2 separate regions of the Gossypium hirsutum genome follow, and region 2 is linked to region 1. A link is a contact called in public Hi-C data. All regions are on one chromosome and are shown on one strand. The core of a region is the stretch at or near the end of the contact, and the rest is flanking DNA. Distances in the headings are between cores, read along the strand shown. Region 1 holds the start of LOC107961220 (non-specific lipid-transfer protein 2). Region 2 holds the start of LOC107957501 (receptor protein-tyrosine kinase CEPR2).

Region 1 (4,475 bases), core at 757-3,256:
TTTATTTTCCTTTTCTTTTTTGCTTTTGACCTAGGATGTATTTGTGTCCCCTCTTCTTTTCTTTTTTTTTCTCAGTTTGGTCCATCAATCTTTTTGAATATTTTGTTTTTTCGGTTTTTGTTTGTTATTGTTGATTTGGAGAAAAAAAATCATCGAAAATTCAGGTATGTTGAAATGTGTGTTGATCATGCTTTGATTACGTTGATATTTTATATGTACTTTTTTGACGAACTTTCACTTGTATATTGCTATGTTGGAATCACTTGGACACACTCCCTTGTGTGTGGTTCATAAGTAGTAGGGGGCATTCGTGGTAGCACCATGCCATGTTCTTCATAAAAAGCCAAACAATCTTGTCGAGGCCAAGTTACACGACAACGCTCATTTTCAAAATTAAATTGGATTAGTGACCAACATATTGAATTAGAATTAAGGTAAAAAAATTAATTTACTCGTAAATCGATTAAATTAAGTTAAAAAATTAATTAAATCGATGATTGAATCAAATTTTATATTTATTTTTTAAAATATTTTTAATTCTTATGAATTTTAATTATTTATTGATTTGAACCAAATAGATCAAAAATTAACCATCTGCCTGATTCCAAAAACTTTACATAATTGAATCGATGATTGAATCAAATTTTATATTTATTTTTTAAAATATGTACTACTTATTATATGTGCAGTAACTCACCATCTCACAATTAATCTACAAATTTAATGTCAAATATCATCTCCATTTTACTTACTATACTTAATTAATTAACATTCATAAAAAGTATCTAAATCACGAGTTTAATACACCCTATTTAGTAGGCAAATATTTCTTACTCATTTCTTACTTTTTTTTTAAATATAAAATATAATTAAATTAGATTCAAATAATCACAATTTTTTTTAAAAAAAATTTACATTCCAAAAACCATTTAATTTACTATTTGAACCATTCAAACACAGTTAACCTATTTTTCCTTTGACACGGATGGACTTTAATATTAGAGCATGTCAAAAGACATCATTATAATTTGTGAAATACTAGACAAATCTCTCTAAGGCAGCTGAATCGTAACCACTCTTCAACATGAAACCAAAATTATGTTCATACATTCTCTCTGATAATTAATACTAACTGCAACCAAAAAAGCAAAATTTATGTTACTTATGCATTTGATATATCAGTAACATTTTCTTTTAAACATAATTACTTTCCAACTTTTAAATTGGAAAAAAATATATTTAAGTATATTTAAACTTATATCTACCTAATTAGTATATCAATAATTTATATTGCATGCGAAGAAAAATATATATTACATAAATTTTAAGACACATGAATTTTCATATTATATTTTTTTAAAATTGTTTTAATACAGTGGCTAATATTGTCACGTCATACAAAAAAAAAATCAGAACAAATTTATCTTAAAAAGGATTGAAAAATTAGTATTTATAAAAATATAAACAATCACTCACTTGGGTAATGTACTAATTGATAAACAAAATAATATTATCCCACATCTCATCATCATTATTCATTTATTCAGATCAGTATATAGTTGACAGCAGAATCAGCCCTATATGCTGCCCTATGTATGTATACGTATGTATGCATGTATGTATAGTATTGTAATGAAGAGGTTTTAGCACTGAGGATATGCAACTCCACAAGCGTTCCCAACAGTTCTAATAATGGGGTTATCAGCAAATTGTCTTAAAGATGGGTCGTTAAGGTACCCACAAAAGCATGGCGTCTGCTCCCTCAGCCTGCTGCAACAGGTTTCAGATGGAGGCGTGGACGACATGACCGCCGCCAAGCATGGGATGAGCTCTATGGGGTTACATGTCACTGCCGCCTCTGCCCACCGTGTTTCACCCGAAAACGCTGGGGCCGCCACCACCATGAGTGACAGTACCGCACTTAAGGCAACATATGAAAACCTCTTCATCTTTGTTATCATAGTGGAGGGTGGTACCATTTATAGGATTTGGATTGGTAATTTGCTGTGAGACATTAGAGCATGCATTATTTATATACGAGTGTGGGATTATGATGGGGGCGTTTCCCCGCACGATTTGAGACCCCAACTAAAATCTTATTTGGTTAATTTTGGGTTAAGTTGTTGGCACCTCTCTTTGTGTGAACAAATTAACCAAAGCCAATAACTCTATATTATGATGTTATTGATTGATTTTACTCTCATTTCTCAACAGCATCAAATGTAAGTAATATAGAAGCATTCATTCCATTGGGACCGTCTTATGAATTCCAAGTTTGTCTAAAATTAGTATCAAGTTGGTGAGTCAAAAATCAAATCAAATTCTAATTTAATTGAATTCAATTTAAATAATTTAGAGACTATTCAAATCCAAAGTACTTAATGCCTTAATTGATTTTAAAATCGAAATGATTTATTTTGAAGTGACCTAAATTTTAAATATTTTAAACTCAAAATGATCTAAACTAAATTAAGATAAAAATAAAAACTCGTGCAAATTGACGTCTAATTCTAAATTCAGACACCAAATATTTATTGGCAAATAAAATTTTATTAACAATCTAGTTTGAATGCATTAAACACGATTTAAATTATCCCTTGACATCTAATTCTAAATTCAGATATCAAATATTTATTGAAAAATAAAATTTCATTAACAATTTAGTTTGGATGCATTGTACACAAAAACTTTTTAGATTTGGTTCCAGAAATTTTCCAAGACGGAACCAACCTATTCAAATGGTGTATTTCATTGTTAAAAAATAATTAAAAACCTTTTTATTTAAATTTAATTATAACAATAAATAAATATTAATATAAATAATAGTAAAACAGAACAAACCAGCTCCACAGCTGCCGTGCACACTAAAGTCACTTTTCCCGAAAAGAAACAATTAGCAAATCTTTTGCTACTTTTGCAATCTTTAACCATTTTAATTTTATTCATTTTTTTCTTAAAATTATTTTAAATTAGTTATTTTACATTTTTATTTGCTTAAATTATTTTTGACTAATTTACTCAAAAAGCCATTAAACTAAGTACATGCCATTCAAATAAGCTGTTATACTTTTTTTAACCAAATAAATCTTATTCTTTCGTTTTTACTCATGAAATCCTTCCATCAACTAAACGTAAAAAAATTACTTTCGTATGACCCAAATACTCAAATTGCAAATAACATTCTTGGAATATTAAATTTTTCAATATTTAGATTTAGTTTTAAAAAAAATTAATTGGTTAAAATAAGTTTAATCATGCTGAAAATTTTAAGTTAAATCATTTATAACCAATACAATTGATATGCCTAAAAATTTTAAATATTTTTATAAATATTTTTATATCCATTTTACTATTCATGTTTTAAAAATTTGTGATTAACTTTCTAATAATATATTAACCTTTATTTTTAATTATTTCAATAAATTTTTTATTTACAAGTTTTTAAGCTATTTATTTAAGAGAAAATATTTAATACACTACCAATAAAATTTGAAGTTGACAAATGTCTAAAAGTATACTAAAATATTAAATAAAATATTCTTTTAAAAAGAAACACAAGTCAAAATTTTAAAAATGCTTGTGAAATAAAAAAGAAAAGTATACTGCGCCCATGTACTAAATACTCGACATTTATTTAATAAAATAAACAGATTTATAAATTATATAATTAGTTAATCAATTAAAATAATTAAATAAATATATAAAACAAATCTTAAATATTATAAAAAATATAAAAGTAAGTTATCCAATGCACTAGAACTAGTGTATTTTCCACTGCTACAGTATAGAATATCACAACAACTAACTAATAACCTCATCATCCCTGTTACTTTTAATCTTACCCAAATGGACCCTCCAAGATCAAGAGTCAACTTAAAACAGGAAATTTAAACATTGCTGCAACACGTGCTACATTCATTATTTTAAACGTTCGTAGAAATCAAAAGAGCATGGCCTTCCTGAGCACTTCTTTGTCCAACAAACAACATCTATGTCTTCAACGTTGAGTAAATAAGGCAATACTGGATCTCCTTGCCTAAGCACAATGGATTTGGTCGGACCAATCCTACTATGCTACTCGCTATTAAAAACCATCCAATAAGTAACGCTATCACATGTCATAATTTAATCAATCCTTCTAGGTAATCTCACTCAATCCTGTCATATGCCTTATTCATGTCTAACTTCAATGCCATCTGAACCATTTTATCAGTACACTAACGTAAGAAGAATGACCGGGAACTCTGCAGAGTTCATCTCTACCAACCGAAAACAAAACAAAGCAATGACAAATAATGCTTTGATCATGGGAGTTTAGAATGCAATGTATACCAAAAAATGGGTAAGAATGATAAAACCAGAGAACATAGTTTGGCTTGTAATCAACATGCACAACCACTTCTTTGCTCGGTCTCTGTCATGGCCTCTGGGATGCCCTGGAAATATCTGCATTCATACACAAATAGGAAAATAGG
Region 2 (4,563 bases), core at 1,668-4,167, 360 kb after region 1:
TCACTTTTTAAGCCTTTTATTTAAAAATTCCGTTTATAATTGAAAATTTCTTCAAACTTTTTTTATTAAAATAGAAACTTTGTTTCTTACAATACTTTAATTTGATATATTATTTTTTTAATATATTATTTTTTACTTGTTATTTTTTTAAAAAAAATTACTTATATTACTTATAAATACTTTTAACTTATTTAAAATTTAATATGAAATCATTTAATATATTATAATTATTTCTTTTTGAAAAATATATTTTTTAATTATTAAATGCAATGAATTATGTATCGAGGATGAAGCTATCTATATATATATATATATATAAATAAAGGTATTAAAAAATGAATTGCTATAAATCTATAAATTGACAGTTAGTCAAAAAAATGGCTTTGACTCCTTGTTTATATTCTACGAAAACGAAGAATTTAATTTAGCCATTAGTAAGGATATGAATTACAATGGTAGATTTTTATTATTTTTAACTTTGAGGATTTAGTTTCCTTATTTATATTCTATGAAAATTAAGACTTTAATCTAGTCATTAGTAAGCATAAGAATTATAATGGTTAATTTTTACTAATTTATTACATATAAATTGTTAAACTGTTAATTTTTAAATTATTAATTTATGACAAGATTTAATAGTATAATACAATTGATCTAACTTCTCAACTTTTATGAAACATGAGGATCAAATTCTAACAAATTTTACTAGTTTTTTTTGTATTATCAAGTAAAGTAAGTTTATTTAAATCTTTTTTTAGAATTTTGAAGAGTTTTACTTGAAATAAATCTCCAAATTTTACTAGTTTCTTATATCAAGAATTCAATTGGTATTATTTTAAGGTTTTTGGCCCTTTAACCTTACAAAAAAAAAATCATTTTAGCTATTCATTTAAAATTTTGGCCTTTTTTAGTATTTGAATTTGTACTTTTTTATATCAACGTTAACTTTACTAACATGGCATACACGTTAACATTTAATTATTTTTTTAAAATTTAAAAAAATTTTAAAAAATATTTTTTTATACTTTTTTAATAATTTTGATAATTTAAACATCATTTTTAATTTTTTTTAATTTTTAAAATTTTAAAAAATTAGTTAAATGCTTATGTGTCATCCACATGTCAATCTACATGTATGCCAGTAAAATTAAAAAAATGTTAACTTTTTCTTAAATTTTCAGACGATTTAATAAAAAATACAAATTGAAAAATTGAAAAAAAGGGAAAAAAATGATTGACTAAAATAAATTTTTTTGGTAAAGTTGAAGGAAGATGTTGATTATACCTTACTTTAATGAACATTGCATAGCTGAATTCAATTGAGTTTCTTTTAGGCTGTAGACTTTCATTGTTTTGCAAGTTCTTTAGACATGCTTTTTTTTTAAAGTTTGGGATGATTGGCTATTAAGAGTGATAATGTGAGTAATTAACATATTTATTATGATTATTTGATATACTTTTTTAATAAAATGTCATTAACTTTGAATTTATTATTTCATTTTTTATGAAGTTGTGGAGTAAAGTCGAGAAAGTCTAGAAAAAAAAATAAAAAAAATATGGGCCCTCAAATAATAATAAACAGTACAAGAGTTTAGATATTTTTATTTTATTTTGGGATTTATTTAAAAAGATGATATTTTTATTTTTTACTTTCTCCTCTATTATCTTTTATTCTAAATTATTGAATGTAACTAGAATTAAGATTTTATTTCTTATATAATATATATGCGTGGGGAAGGGTGCGCCTCTGTAGTACGAAATCAGAAATGAATTCCAATTCAACTTTTCCTTTCTTTCGTTTTCAGTTCTGTTTCACCACTGCATTCTTGCGCCTTGCTCATCCAATAAACTTTAATCTTGGGAATAGCTCAACCCCAATCCAGTGGATGGACAATTTGAGGAGAGCCATGAAATTAGAAGCCGCAATTCAAAATCTTCATTCTGTTTTTTTTTGTTATTTTTTCGGTTAAGAAAATAGATACTATCATCTCATAAAACTATATTGACACTGAATTTTTGTTAATTCAGTGTTGATAAATATACAGATGAAAATACTGAATTAATCGTCTGTTATATTTAATTTACCAAAAAGTACATTGATATGTTCAATTAAGTAGTTGGTTAGATCCATAAAAAAAAAATGGCAATCAAATCTAAACGATCCACACGATTGAGGTTGTTGGTTCAAGTTAGACACTTCTAGTTCACAAGTCTATCATAGGGTTAGTGATATGAGGCTTTACCGATCAATATAACTAATTTATTGGTTCAAGTGGAAGACTTGTTATTAAGGATTGGTTTGAAACCGGAGCTAAGCGCGTAGCCAATTAAAACAATCTTTGTGGAATTGACTTTACTCCTTATATTTAAGGATCAGGTGTAAGAATATTATTTTTGGTGGATTCAACATCCATCAAGAATTAACATTGGAGAAATTAATTTGTAGACCCTCTCCACCACATCATTCATGGTCTTTTTTCAATTATTTAATGACATTAACAAATTTTTTCATGTCATTGACACATAATTTTAGTAATTTTGTTATCCTGAATCTTGAAACTCAAATCCCAAACCTTGAATCCTACATAATGAACGGGTTCAAGGTTTAGATCATATTTAAGTTCGAATTTAAGGTTCAGGATTTGAGTTTGAGTTCAAGGTAAAAAAATTACCCAGATTATATGTCAATGATATCTAAAAAATATTAAAATATCATTAACTAATTGAAAAGAATAAAAATAATGTGGTGGGAAGAGTCCATAATTTATCGTCATTATTTTTTAATATTTTTTATTATGATAATTCCAATACAAATTGGGGGTGGGATTCTTAATACTTTAATTTGCCATAATTATTTACTCAGGGGGAGTTAATTAAGGAGCATTAAGGTTGTTTGTTGGTGTTTTCGGTGTCAAATGAGACTTGATCAACTATCATTCACACGTTACCGTTCCACAATCCTATATTCTATCCCTTTTCAGATATTCTTGTTTTATTTCAATTTTATAAATTATTTTCTTAATTAAAAATTTCAGCTTGAAGTCCTTTGTCACGCATCCAAGAAACTTCAAATTCTTCCATTAATCCTAAGGATCTTTCTTCTTCTAATTGAGTTCTGGTTACTAAAATTTCCAAAAGAAAATTTCATCTTTACTTAGCACAAGAAGTAAAATCCAAGCGACTACTTGGAGTTAAATTTGTTTGGGCTGCATCATATATATAAATATTATTTCTATTATTAAATCTTATGTTTTAGAGGGGCTTCCACCTACACCATTTCCCAAATCTAAATCTCAAATCATGTACGCATCATCGATACAATGAATGATGTTCGCCTTTCTGCCCCACTAACCCAATCTTCTTCTCGTAGCATTTTGTCTGTTTATTCACCCTCAAACTATTATCATTCCACTGGGTTTTTATTTACTACTATTATTCCCCTTTTTACTCTGATTTATTCTCAGTTTCTTAGGGAAAAACTGAGTTTCAGTGACAGTGTCAAAAAGGGAAAAAGAAGTGACATTTTGGAGAAAAGTAACGCTTTTAGATAGTCAAACTTAAAAGACCAGCCTTTTTCCTTTTCTGGGAAACTGAGTTATTTTCTTGGGGAGCTAAGCTCAACATTCTCAGTGGCCAAACAACGAAACGAGAAATTTTGGATTTCACCCTGAATTTTCTATCGGTACGTTACCCCAATTTGTTCTTATGTTTGAAGATGAAAAAGATTGGTTGTTATGGATTATTTTCTTCATATTTTGCGTTGAAAAAGTTTTGTTTATGATTAGTGCTTTAATCCATTGAATAATAGCTCTAAAGGACCTAAAAGTTAGATTTGAGTCTTAACATTCCAGACTTTCCGACCTTAAAAAAAGGGCTGCTTTTTAATATATTTCAAAGAAATTTATCATAATTTCAACTAATTCAAGAATCCTCTTTTTTTTAATCATTTCTTTGCTTTACTTAGTGAACAAATGAAAATCCATTCTAACAAAAGAATATGTGTAATAATGAGTAACTTCAAAGCCTGCTTAAGTCTCTAATATTCTTTCCTGTAATAATAATTATTAATAATTAATTATGATACCGATAGTAATCCACAGCTACAAACAAAATTGACGTCTCAACGTCACATCCGTTCTCTCTCTCTCTCTCTTTATCAGCAAAATTTGAACCTACTTCACTCACAGATTGTTTATTTGTATTAATGTTTTATGTTTATTTTAATGTTTGTCTGAATAAAATAATAATTCAGTATTTTTGTTCATGTAATTGTTTGTCTTTCTCTTTCAGCTTTTGCCACTTGCCCAGGACGGTATTGGAATTATCGGCATATGTCAATAATTCAGCTTCCAAATTCTAATTTTTCAAAATGCTTTTAAGATCCTGGGTTTGGTATTATTAATTTATCATCAAGAATCAACAATGGCTCAACACCCACTTTTCTTCTCCCTTCGATCTCTTTCCCTTGTTTCAATCTTGTTTTTAGTTGTTTTCCCGCCTTCTTTGTCACTCACCATTGAAACCCAAGCTCTTCTCGACTTCAAAAACATGCTGAAAGACCCT

The links. Hi-C and Micro-C count contacts between places; a contact is called where the count stands out from the background.
Region 2: a contact with region 1 is called in a Hi-C map of leaf, with 2.0 times the contacts expected there. The contact joins the promoter of LOC107957501 here to the promoter of LOC107961220 in region 1. A contact is called at or near these places in 2 of 34 Hi-C or Micro-C datasets (both in leaf).

What each region holds. Positions count from the first base shown.
Region 1 is chrA05:31,292,878-31,297,352 of Gossypium_hirsutum_v2.1, forward strand. It overlaps LOC107961220 (non-specific lipid-transfer protein 2), which reads right to left and starts at 2,007. Exons shown (of 1, transcript XM_016897419.2): 1 at 1,511-2,007. The coding sequence starts at 1,979. The coding sequence ends at 1,644. It overlaps LOC107957510 (ras-related protein Rab7), which reads right to left. Exons shown (of 8, transcript XR_001700475.2): 7 at 4,333-4,446; 8 at 3,700-4,196.
Region 2 is chrA05:31,647,927-31,652,489 of Gossypium_hirsutum_v2.1, forward strand. LOC107957501 (receptor protein-tyrosine kinase CEPR2) reads left to right here and starts at 2,918. Exons shown (of 3, transcript XM_016893023.2): 1 at 2,918-3,682; 2 at 4,291-4,563. The coding sequence starts at 4,423.